2 separate regions of the Ovis aries genome follow, and region 1 is linked to region 2. A link is a contact called in public Hi-C data. All regions are on one chromosome and are shown on one strand. Each heading gives the region's core, a stretch centred on a gene start, on an enhancer-like site or on the middle of the called end of the contact. The rest is flanking DNA. Distances are from core to core; before and after follow the strand shown.

What was found. A called contact is a pair of places that touch in the nucleus more often than the background predicts.
Region 1: a Hi-C map of liver shows a contact between it and region 2, with 3 times the contacts expected there. The contact joins the promoter of GRAP here to the enhancer-like site in region 2. A contact is called at or near these places in 7 of 16 Hi-C or Micro-C datasets (hypothalamus, liver, mixed tissues and 3 more).

Annotation. Positions count from the first base shown.
Region 1 is chr11:33,942,121-33,948,009 of ARS-UI_Ramb_v3.0, reverse strand. It overlaps GRAP (GRB2 related adaptor protein), which reads right to left and starts at 2,400. Exons shown (of 4, transcript XM_060394842.1): 1 at 2,237-2,400. The coding sequence starts at 2,314.
Region 2 is chr11:33,786,347-33,792,527 of ARS-UI_Ramb_v3.0, reverse strand. No RefSeq gene overlaps it. Among named protein-coding and RNA genes, the nearest start is that of TRNAW-CCA, 8.9 kb to the right of the region's middle. Within about 2 kb of position 2,092, at least 43 of the 54 cell types and tissues checked have an H3K27ac peak or open chromatin away from gene starts, as enhancers often do. A contact at or near this core is called in hypothalamus, liver, muscle and 1 more, where this site is marked.

The sequences.
Region 1 (5,889 bases), core at 1,151-3,650, 160 kb before region 2:
CCAGGACCAAGGACTAACTCCTCAGGACATTCTGGTGTTTTCTCCTAGGCACGAATCCGGTGCCTCTAAGAGGCTTAGCTTTCCCTTTCTCACCTGCAGAATGTCAGTTTCCCATCCCTTAAACTCAAATCTACTGAGTACGTGTGAGTTGGCTCTCTGTGTATATTCCTCTGTATTCTGCCTTTTTGCCACTTCATGTTGCCTCATGAGCATTTTTGAGTTGTTAAATGACCCCTCCCCAGATGGCGTTTTTAGGGACTGTGTGATATTTTATGCCATCGTGGAGCACGGAGCTAGGCTGAATCCACGCTGCAGACTCACTCACACCCCCACCCCCGCTGGGTGCATCTCCTCCTTCACTCTCCTCCCCCGCCTCTTCTCTGCGTGGTTGGGTCCCGCTCACCCTTCAGATCTCAGCTGAGGTGTCACTTCTTTTGAGAGACTGCCCAGACCGCCCCCCCCCCCAGTCTAAAGCTGTCCCCCTGCCCCTCCCACCCTCTGCATTCCATCTTCCCGGGTGATTGCTTCCATCCATCTGTCACCTCCTGGCATGACTCACCCTCTGGAATGTCAGGTTTGGGAGGACAGGGATTGGGCTTTGTCCACTGCCTGTGGCCTCAGCACTCAGGACAATGCTCCACAGGGCAGCAAGGGTTTGTTGCATGAAAGAAGGAAAAGGCAGCCCCTCCCATGGCCTGTCATGCCTTGAGAGGTCCCCTCCTGGGTCTTGGCTAACATCTTAATCCCGCCTTCCTTCCTCTGACACCCCGTGTTTTGCTGAGGGCCTGCCCCGTGCTGGCACTGGTTTATGTCCCTGCCCTCAGGAGCCCGGGTTAGAAGCAAACACAGCAGGAGATGCCAGCGCTCCAGCCAGGGTTAGTGGGAACTCGGCCAGTCTCTGGGTGGGTAGTGAGCCCAGGCATCCAGGAGGGAAGGGGGTGTCATAGTTTTCACAGTGATTCCCTTGGGGGACCCCACAGATCCTTCCCCGCCACACTGCCCATCACAGGTCTCAGGTGAAAAGCACTGACCGACCACCCCATTCCAAATTCCTCGTGATTCCACTTTCTCCCAAGCCCCGGAGTCTGGAACTAGAGACCCAAACTCTCTCAGACTGGCTAACAAGGCCTGTGAGCTGGACCTAGATCTCAGAGTCTCCTGCACTGGCCTGTTGGTCCTGGTGCCAACCTTCCCCGCCCTCAAGTAACCACACGTCTTCAGGTCAACACCCCCTGCAGGCCACCCAGGGGGCCAAGGGCCAGCATCCCAGCACAGATAAGGGGGAACTTCCTCAAAATGATGTGGTCTTAGAACTGTCAGCTTCTCGCCCCAGCCCAGGTTCAGGGTTCACATTCGACCCCACACTGAGCAAGTCATGGTGCCTGGGGGCCTTTCTTAGTCACCTGCAAAATGGGGCCGCAGCAGTTTAAGCGGACGTTGGAGCACACTGCCAAGCTCAGACCTGGCTCCATACATGGTCAGCCTACGGGAGGTGCTGTCCCTTCTGAGGCCTGAAGCTTGGGGCGGCGCGGAGCGGGGCCCCGGCTCAGACTGGAAGGATGGCCGGTCTCATGCCTACCAAGCCGGCGTGGAGCCTGGGGCCCACGGAGCTTCCTGAGCAGGACTTGATGGCAGCTCCAGCGCCCAAATTGTGCCAGACACTCCCAAATCAGGGCCCTGAGCTCTGCTTCCAGATGCAGGCATGTAAGCAGGGACACTTCCCTAGAGAGAGAGCCTGGAAACCCCTCTGCCCTGGAGGGTATGTGCTCCTCACAGAGGTTCCACGAGGGGGCTGCGTAGCGTTGAGGCTCATCTCACCTGGGGGTAGGCCCATGTAGACCCTTAGTCACAGTTGTTTTATCCCCGATAGGTTAGTGTGTGTACTTAATTCCCAAGACCTTCTCTCTGTCTCGGTCTCTTTGCCTCTCTCTCTCTAACTCATTTCAAATTCTTTCCTGGGAAACTGGGTGTTGAATCAGCCCCTGCCACTCACTACGCTGAATTCTCAGAATGGCTCCTAAAGGAGGGAGCACTAACTAACTCTCCATTTCTCAGATGGGAAAACTGAGGATCTGAGGCAGAAGGTGGCTTGTCCAGAGTCACGTAGCCAATGGCTGGAGAAGCTGGGCCTATCTTCCTCCAGAGACTAGACTCTATTAGAAGGGCCATCAGGGCCCTGATTTTAAGCACCCCCCATACCACATAGGCACAGCTCGGCCAGCCCCGGCCACCCTACCTTGAGCGTGTCCCCCTTGTTGAAGCCCAGCTCGTCACTCTCCGTGGCCTGGAAGCTGTACAGGGCCACAGACTCCATACCGCCGTCCCCAAGCCCCGGCAGCTGGGCTGCTAGCAGGGCCGGCAGCTTCCTGCTTCCTCCGCAGTTGAGGACCAGCTTCCTTTGTTTTGAGAGCGTGTTTGTGCTTTTGAAGCTGAGACCGAGACTTCCCCTGACGGAGAAACAGGAAGCAGAGATGTCCCAGACAGGAGGTGTGAGCCACAGGCCCCTCTCAGACTCCAGGGCGTCCCCCAGCAGCCCTGGGAGTGGGTCCTCCTCCTGCACCCACCTTACAGATGATAAAACCGAGTCTCCACAGCAGCAAGGATGCTGAACTTGTGGTCGCAGCCACTCCCACTCATTTACCAATCCATCCACCACAGTTTCTAAACTCTGATGCCCCCTGTGACCCACTATTGACCCGAAGCTCCTGGCCCAACCACCAGGGCCTTCCCTGTTACTCCTCCCCACCCCACCTCTCCAGACTCATTCTTTGTTACTCCCCTTCCCTCTGAACAAACCTGGACTGCAGCCACAGCAGGGGGAACACCTCACATGTCCAAGTCGCCCCCCAGCCTTTCCAAACACATGGCCTCTCTTCCCCTTTCTCTTCCCAGGAGACTCCTATTCATCCATCAATACCCAGCTCAGAAGGCGCCTCTTCTGGTTTAAACACTGGGCACCTTCAGTGGAATGGTGAGCCTAAGGTCCAAAAAGGATTGAAAATAAGTGTGGACCTTTGCTTAGGTTTGCTGTGGGTGGTGAGATAGGTGTGGCAATTCTGGGATGAGGCTGAGTCTCTTGGGAAAGAACGTAAACCACTTAAAGCAGTGAAGCTGTCAGAACCAAGGACGGAGGATGGAGTTTGCTGTGCAGGGAAGGAGGGTGACCACGGTCCCAAAAAGAAAGTAAGGAAGAGCCCTGGGGTGTTGGACGGGGACTGGCTGAATCAGCGTGAAGTCAGATTGGTTTTATATTTTTGTTGGAAAAAAAATAATTTTTCTTCCTTTATTTATATTGATAAGGTGACATCTTGCTTTCAGATAGTAAAGATTATGATCCATTACTATTATTTCTGCTGATGCTTACATTGTCTCAGATCTGGTCAGTGGGACCCCTTCCAGATGCCCCTTGTCCTTTTGACAAATCCCCGTGGTTTTCTGAGCACCTCCCATCTATCTGATGACACATCCCAGGCTCCTCCAGGACTTCTGCCTCAGACCCAGAACCAGCCCTTCCTGAGGGGCAGAGGGAGGATGATTTTAATGGAAAGTGATGTTAGAACCCAAGGTTGAGCCGGTATTGGGTATGCTTATTACGGTGGAGGTATCATTGCTCCCAGGGCCTCTCCACAGACAGAGACAGGAAAAAAATAATAAAATTGCATATATCCTATATATTTAAATAAATCACTATATATATTATATATGGGGCTCCCCTAGTAGCTCAGACAGCAAAGAATCTGCCTGTAATGCAGGAGACCTGGGTTTGATCCCTGGAGGGGGAAGGTCCTCTGGAGAAGGGAATGGCTACCCATTCCGGTATTATCAGCTGGGAAATCCCATGGACAGAAGAGCCTGGTGGGCTATAGTCCATGGGCTCACAAAGAGTTGAACACAACTGAGCGACTAACATGGATATTATATATAATCATTATATATATTAGAAATGTACTTCCTAGTAGACGAGTTAGTGTCTGCATATTTCTGCGTTTACCTCTATGTGTAATTACAAAGCTGTGGATAATAGATTAAAAATGATAGCCTTAACCACATGTGAATTGGCTAGTTCAGATGAGAGGGATGTGGGTGTCATGTCTTTCTCACACCTTTTCAAAGGGCTTGAAATTTTTCCATGTAAAAAGTTGGTAAGATAGATGTGACTCTACAGTAATCTCAAAATAAAAGGTTTAGTTTTAAAAAAAGAAAAAAACAACAGTTGAGGGAAAAGAAGAGGGATCTGGCAGAGCTGTTGCCTTCCGGGAGCCCCCAGAGGGCAGAGGGCAGTGACCCAGGCCCCACTTCAGGGCCTCTCCTCACCTTTCCTCCAGCCCCCTGCTCAGGGACAGGATGTTAGCAGGTGTTTCTCTGTGGCTCCGGCTCAGCTTCAGATGAGGTTTCAAAGCCTCAGAATGGAGCAATGTGGTGGAGAGGGGGAGTGGGGGCAGGGGGGGTGTCATCCACCCAGCCCCAGGTTTGAGGTGCCTGGAGGCAAGAGTGGGGAGGGCTCCCTTTATAAAGCTGAGTAGTGTCCTCTGGGGCCTGGGGGCTGGGGGGCTGGTTTATTTTGTTTTTCAAAATGCTTATTCTGTCCCAACTGTGAGTTGCTCTCCCAAGGTCTGCGGTTGGTAAGTGGCAGAGCTGAGCCCAGGCCAGAGCTGTGACCCATGGGCCATGACCCCTGAGCCATGTGGCCTCAGTCTAGAGCCAGGAGGTGGGGGTGGGGGTGGATGGGTGAGCAGCAAGTCTTGGTGGGAGGGCACATGCCCCAAACTCTCAGAGGCCCAGCAGGACCCTGGGAATGGGACTGGACTGGGAGGACCCCTTGGCGGTTCAGGCACCCCACTGAGGGTGCATGCTGGGGCCTAAAATGAGGGGGCGCAGAGCTGGCAGCTGGAATGGTCCCATCATGGCTGCAGCCGGGTCCCTGTGGGAGGCCCCTGAAGGAGCAAGCACTGGTGGCCACTGGCCATGCCTGGTCGTAGCAGAACCAGCCACTTAGGACTGTCTGGTCCTTAGGCCCCCAGTCCCCTGTTCCAGGCTGATTAACACCCAGACACATCCAGGGCCTGACCCCTGGGCCTGCGAGTGTTCCCATAGGTGACAAAAGGACTTGGCAGACATTATTAAGTTGAGTATCTCGAGATGGGGAGGTGGTCCAGGGTTATCCAGGTGGGCCTGAGATGTGATCGCGAGTGTCCCAGGGGAGGGAGATAGATGAAGCAATCACTGTGGCTGAGGATGGAGGATGGAGGAAGGACGAGTGGCCAGGGGCTGTGAGGAGTGCAGCTCTGGAGGCTGAGAGGGCAGGGAAGGGGCTCTCTCCGGGGCTTCAGGAGGAACCAGCCCCACCCACGCCTTCTCCTTGGCCCAGCGAGGCTGAGCTGGGGCTTCTGGCCCCCAGAACAGTAGAGAGTGATCTTGTGATGTTGAGCTTGTGGTGACTTATCATAGCAGCCACAGGAAATACACACCCCCTCCCTCGGGGCCGTCCCGGCGTTGAGTCAGAAATGGCAACTTGAGACCAGGCCATGAGGACAGTGAGCAGGAACTGACCGCCCTACTCCCATTCCAGGCCCCGAGCTGGGCCTAGGGCTCCAGGAACCACTATCTGTGAAGCTGGAGCTCTGTAGTTCAGAGACTGGATGAGACCCTTGGATGCTCCAGAGAGGCTGGGTGCAGCCTTCTGTTATGTGACAGTGACGGACACACCCAAGTGACCTCTCTGGGCTTCACCATGGGGTGGGGAGGGCAGGTTTACTAGGAGAGTGGAGAGAAAACCAGATGTGCTCCTCTGCCCATCATTGAGCCTCGACCTGCGCCGGCTCCAGGAAGGCTCTGTGCATGAGATGCTGACAAGGAGGCAATAGACACAGAGCCTCCGCCTTCAGAGGT
Region 2 (6,181 bases), core at 843-3,342:
AGTAAGGAAACTAAAGATCAGGAATGCCCAAAGTCCAAGGCCACCTGCAAGCAAGAGATGAGTCTGCAGTGGGTTGAATAGTGTCACCCAAAAAGGCACGCCCACCATAAACCTCAGTTGCGACCTTATTTGGAAATAATAGGGTCTTTGCAGACATAATCCAGTTAAGGGTCTCAAGATCGTCCTGGATTTAAAGTAGGTCACAGTTCCCTTGACTGAAGTCCTCCTAAGAGGAAGGAGGGGGAAACCGGAGACAGGGATACAGAATTGAAGATGTCTCATGAAGACAGAGGTAGCTACAGGCCAAGGACTGCCAGCAGCCCCAGCAGCCAGGAAAGAGGCATGAAACACATGCTCCCCCAGAGCTTCCTAGAGAACTAACCCTGCTGCCACCTTGGCTTCAGACCACTGGCCTCCAGGCCGGGAGAGAATAAATTTCTGGCGTTTTAAGCCCCCAGTTTGTAGTTCTTCATTCCAGCAGCCCTAGGGATCTAATATAGGATCTAACTTCCCACTCAGAGTTGTGACTTCTATTCCCGATCCCACCATAGATCTTGAGAAGGGAGTTGGGTCTGTTAAAACAAACAAACAAACAAACAAAAAAAACTACAGGTCCCAAAATGGAGTCACCTGCACACAAATACTTACTATCTAAACTAACTGCACTCGCAGTGTCTCCCATGAATGTGACCTTTAACCAGTCAGCTGGAATTAGGTATCTGCATGATGGAACCCCCCCCTCAAAAGAAGGTGACCCTGCTTAAAGCAATCCACTCTTAGAAACTGTCTTTTTTTCCTAGTCCCCTTTTGCCTGTAAAAGCCTTCATTCTGTACAGCTCCTTGAATCTTTTTCTCATGTGCTGGATGAAATGCTGCCTGATTCAAGAATCTCTGAATAGAGACTTTTCTGGTGGTTCCCTAAGACTGTGCTTCCACTGTAGGGGTCACGGGTTCAATTCCTGGTCAGGGAACTAAGATCCCACCTGCCTCGCAGTGTGGCCAACAAATAAATAATAAAAAAAGAATTGGATTAAATCATGAAAAAAACTGACAGAGCACAGGTATGTTCAGAGTACTTTATTGGTTCCTATGCTAACCTCACAGTAGCCCTGAGTGAGGCTCCCACTGTCGGTCCTCTTTATACCTAGAGGTGAGAGTGAGGGAGTTTAAGACACATCCTAGACCCACGCGAGGGCCAGTGACAGGTAGGGACTCCACCCAGGCAGCCCAGCTCGAAAGCCATTCGATTACACTCTCAGAATGTGGGCAGTAGCCGTCCTCCAGCTCAGTGACTTCAGATGGACTGTGGAGGGAAGGAGCAGCAGGTCAGTCCTGGGGCGTCAGGAAACCTTGCTGTGACTAGCATCTCTCCCAGCTCACTACTCAGACAGACCCCTTCGTGGACTTCCCGCTGGGAACACAGAGAAGGTTAGGGTCCTCAGGGACAACATTTGCAATTCTCATCCAGTCTTAATTACTCGGCGGGTACGGTGTTCACTCTCCTCTGGGAGCTGTGAGGGGCAGACTCCCAGAATCCACACTCGCAGCCAATTAGACCTGACCCGGACGCACAGCGCCTCATTTTCTGTGCCCTCAGATTCCCCTCCCAGCTTTCCTCTTAAGCCAGCTCATCTGCGTCGTCGGGCAACTGGCTTCGATATGGTCTACGATGAAGTGAACAATAAACTGGAGACATCGCCGTACAGGACACACGCGGACTCCTGGGGATCGAGCCGGGAGGGGGCAGGGAAGGTTGGCGGACTTCCGGGATGATCACTGGGTGCATGACGTCACCGCACCCCATCCAGGCGTTCGCGGAGCCGCCTCGGGATTGGCTGCCGGCAGGTGCGGCGGGCGCTAGAGGCCGAGCTCATCGCCTAAGTGCGCCCTCCTTGCGGTCGAGGGTCTTGCGCCTGGGGGTTGAGACCCGGCCTCGCCCACCTCCCACCGCCCGCCAGGCCTGGGCGTGGCCTGCGAGTCCTGCGGATCCACCTGCGCCTCGGAACCTTCTGCCGCCTCCCTCCCGGGGAGCGGGACGGGGGTGAGGCCCAGAGGAGCGTTGCCCTCGGCTGGGCTGGGCTGGGCGGCGTAGGCACAAAGAGGACACTGATGGCCCGCGGGACCGCGCTACAGCCTGGGGACAAATTGAGCCTGGAGCGCACTGAGCCTCTGGAAACACCCATAAAGAGACTGAGTTAAGAGTGTAGGAACTAGGTGGTCCAGTGGTTAAAAATCCACTTTCCAGTGCAGCGGGTGCGTGTTCCATCCCTAACCCTAACCCCTACCCCTAGCCCGGGGAACTAGATACCCCATACTGTGGGGCAGCTCACCCTGTGCGCTGCAACTCCTGGGCTGTGCCCCATAGTGGGGAGAAGCCGGAGTGCCACTACTGAGACCGGATGCCGCCAAAAATAAATATTTTAAAATATAGAGTTTAGAACTCTCAGCTCCCAAAGGTGTGGAGAGTGCAGTTCTTTTGCGAGGAACCCTGGGGTTGGGTTACTGGTGTTTTTTCTGGAGTAGGTTGAGGCCCTTGGTCCTGGGCTGGAATTTTTGGAAGCATTTTGGGAGCCTACAGTTATTCCTGTTTTATTCTTAGGAACATTTCCCTTCAGATAGAGAAGCTATAGATAGACTGAACAACAGATTAAACATTCAAAAATATCTCTGTAAAAATGGCAAAGTCCTTATACTGTGACAATATGAATGGAAGCCCAAAGCAGAAAAATATTTCTGGGAAAGTTAAAAAATAGCACAAGGCTCCTCCAGGGGAGTTATTTCACATGAGAAAGAATGGAAGAAAATGCAGAAAGACTTGCTAACCTGTATCCTTCAGTCCTGCAGTACTTGTAACTGCTCAGCAGTGAGATGGAAGAGCCTGTAGACAGTGACAGACAGAGGCATCAGTGTTTTTTGGATGGGCACCTTAACAGGTCAGAGGCAAAGGTCCGGGAGCAACACCCCACTGAGTACAGGGGAGGGCAAGCAGGTCGTGGCAGCGGTCTTCACTGGAGGGGGCTGCTCTCAGTTGTAGGGAGCATGATGTTAGAAGCCCCCTTGGTCAACAGGGGGACTTCCACACAGCTCTGGGTTAGCAACAGTCATGAAGGCTGATGTCTCCTGATGATGACCAAACATACTGGAGCCATTCTGGTCCTTTGGCTAGAACAAATTTTAGCTGGGGGTCAGGCTGATCACTGGAGAAGGCAATGGCAACCCACTCCAGTATTCTTGCCTGGAGAATCCCATGGACAGCAGAACCTGGCAAGCTACAGTCCAAGGGGTTGCAAAGAGTCAGACACGACTGAGAGACTAACACACACACAGCCTGATCATGCTGGCGATTCCTTATTAAACTTGCAGATTAAGACGGGGATGCAGGGACTTCCCTGGCAGTCCAGTTGTTAAGAATGCAGGGGACTCAGGTGCAATCTGTGGTCAGGGACCTAAGAGCCCACATGCCACGAAGCAGCTAAGCCCATGAGCCACAGCTAGAGTCCCTGTGTGAAATGAAGAGCCTGTATGCTGCAACTAAGACCTGAGCAGATAAATGAATAAATAGTAAAAAAAAAAAAAAAAAAAAAGGAAGCAATCTTTTGCATAGCATAAGGGTGAGGCAGGGCCAGTGGGGCATGGGATGTACCAAGAGCAAGAGAGCAGCCATTTATGGGGACCGACAGACCATACAATCATAGGAAAAGGCAGAGTTCCATGAAGAATTCAGGTTGTGAAGACTAAATGAGGTGACATATAAAATACCTACTGGGACCTCCCTGGTGCTCCAGGGGTTAAGATTTCACCTTTGAAACGCAGGGTATGAGGGTTGAATCTCTGGTCCCAAAACTAGGATCCACGTTGCCACAGGGCAGCTAAGTCCATGTTCCGCAAAGAGAGAAGCCGAGCAGCCACAATAAAGACCCAATGCAGCCAAAGAGTGAAATGTGTACCACGGTGCCAGGGACGTGGTAGGTCCTCAGAAAAGTGATAAAATTGCAAAGATCTGAGTTTCCAGATGACTCAGAGTAGGTTTATGAATCATTTTGTGATGATGATTCCCCGATTTACATATCCGTCAGATAATACAAGGTCACACTGGCTATCCTGGGGACCCAAACAGGGTGATTTGGTTGGACTCCACTAATCCCTAATCAGAGAAGAACAATACATTTTTGAGAGGGAGAGAAATAACACAAGAATGTAAGGTGGAATAGGGGCTGTGAGGTACCCATTTTCCAGCTTACATGACTCTGAGTAAGTACGGACAGCAGGCTTGCTTACTGCTTGTGCTTGGAGAGAGCCCAGCATTAGGTTAAATCACATCTCACTCCATAGCCCTGGGCAGTCCTGACAGCCCCATGGTTATGAACTCTGACATGTCCATGGAAGCCTAATAGACACTCTAAGAATCAGGAAACAGGGATGTCCTGGTGGTCCTGTAGGTTGACTCTGAGCTCCCAATACAGGGGGTGGGATGAACAGATTCGATCTCTGGTCAGGAAACTAGATACCCCCCTGCTGCAACTAAAAAAAATTTTTTTAGAAACATATTGTGCTCTTTGGAGCTCGTTTTCAAAGCATTACTTGGCTTACAATCCTCTTACTCCGGTTATATCACAGTTTAGATTGAGGCATGTTGCAACACATGGACTGTAGCCCGCCAGGCTCCTCTGTCCATGGGATTTTCCAGGGAAGAATACTGGGAGTGGGTTGCCATTTCCTCCTCCAGGGAATCTTCCAGACCCAGGGATGGAACGTGCATCTCCTCTGTTTCCTGCATTGGTAGGCAGGTTCTTTACCACTAAGCCCTCTGGGAAGCTCTTAGAATTGAGGAGTCCATGGCAAAGAAAAGTTGGGTGATTTGTCTGGTGTCACACAGATAGTGGCAAAGACAGGACTGGTACGCTTGCCACCTCCTTGGTAGAGGGAACCTTCCACAGTAATGTTCTTTGTCTAAGTTTAAACCCATATTTAAATCCTGATGAATAGGGACAGGCTCTTCCTTTTGTCATTCTTTCATGTTGGAAGACAGGGGTTTTAGTTCCCAGGGGATGGCACTGTCTCCATTTGACTGTTGATGGAATTTCAGTGCCCTGTCTATCATCAAGGCCTCTCTGTGTGTGCAGCACACAGCTGCATCTGGTGAGTGACAGCCGGAGGGTCTTTGATTTAGTAAAATGCCAAGGCTCTCTCTAGGCTGGGGACTTCTCTGGTAATCCAGTGGCTAAGACTCTGCCCTCCCAATGCAGGGGACCCTGTGTTTGATCCCTGGTTGGGGAACTAGATCCCACATTCCACAACCAAGACCGATGCAGCCAAATAAACAAACAAATATATATTTTTAAAAAGGAAAAGAAGGGCTTCCCTGGTGGCTCGGTGGCAAAGAATCCACCTTGCAAGGCAGGAGACACAGGTTCAGTCCCTGGTCCAGGATCCATAACTGCTGAGCCCTAGAGCGTGTAGTCCATGGCAAGAGAAACCCCTACAATGAGAAGCCCATGCACCACAACTAGAGAGCAGCCCCCACTTGCTTCAACTAGAGAAAAGTCCAGGCAGCAATGAAGACCCAGCACAGACAAAAATAAATAAATTAATTACTGAAAAAGTTTTTTTTAATAGTAATAGAAGATTGACGGTCCCAAGTGCCGCAACTAAGACCAAATAAATTTAAAAAAAAAAAATCTCCAGGCTGAAGAACATCTCCAGAAACAAGTACAGTCAACACTGTCACATGGGGCAAAGTTGAGAAAGTCACACTTATTGTCACATGGAGTAACTGGACAGTACCCTCATCCTCGCTAGCTGCACCCACAGCTGATGACCGTAGATGGAACTTTCTGCTTTCAGCTCTCCGTCTCCAAGGTAAAGGACATCCACACTGCCCCAGTCTCCCCTGACCACAAACAAGCATGGCAACCTTTCTCATTAGCTCAGTGAAGACATTCTAGCCCTGACAGATCAGCCAGACTTACTTGGGTTTATACCAAACCACATCCTCAGCAAAACCAAAACCTAAGAGGGTCACAGAAGCTTTAAAAGGAAAAGACAGGCAGGGAGGTGCAGACTGGTTTCAACTATAATCCTCTTGAATTTTCCTGTGTTGAAGGAGGGCTTTTTTTTTTTTTTTTTTTTTTTCCTAATCAAGGTTTTCAAGGCACAGAGCAAAGAAGGAAAACCTGGCATA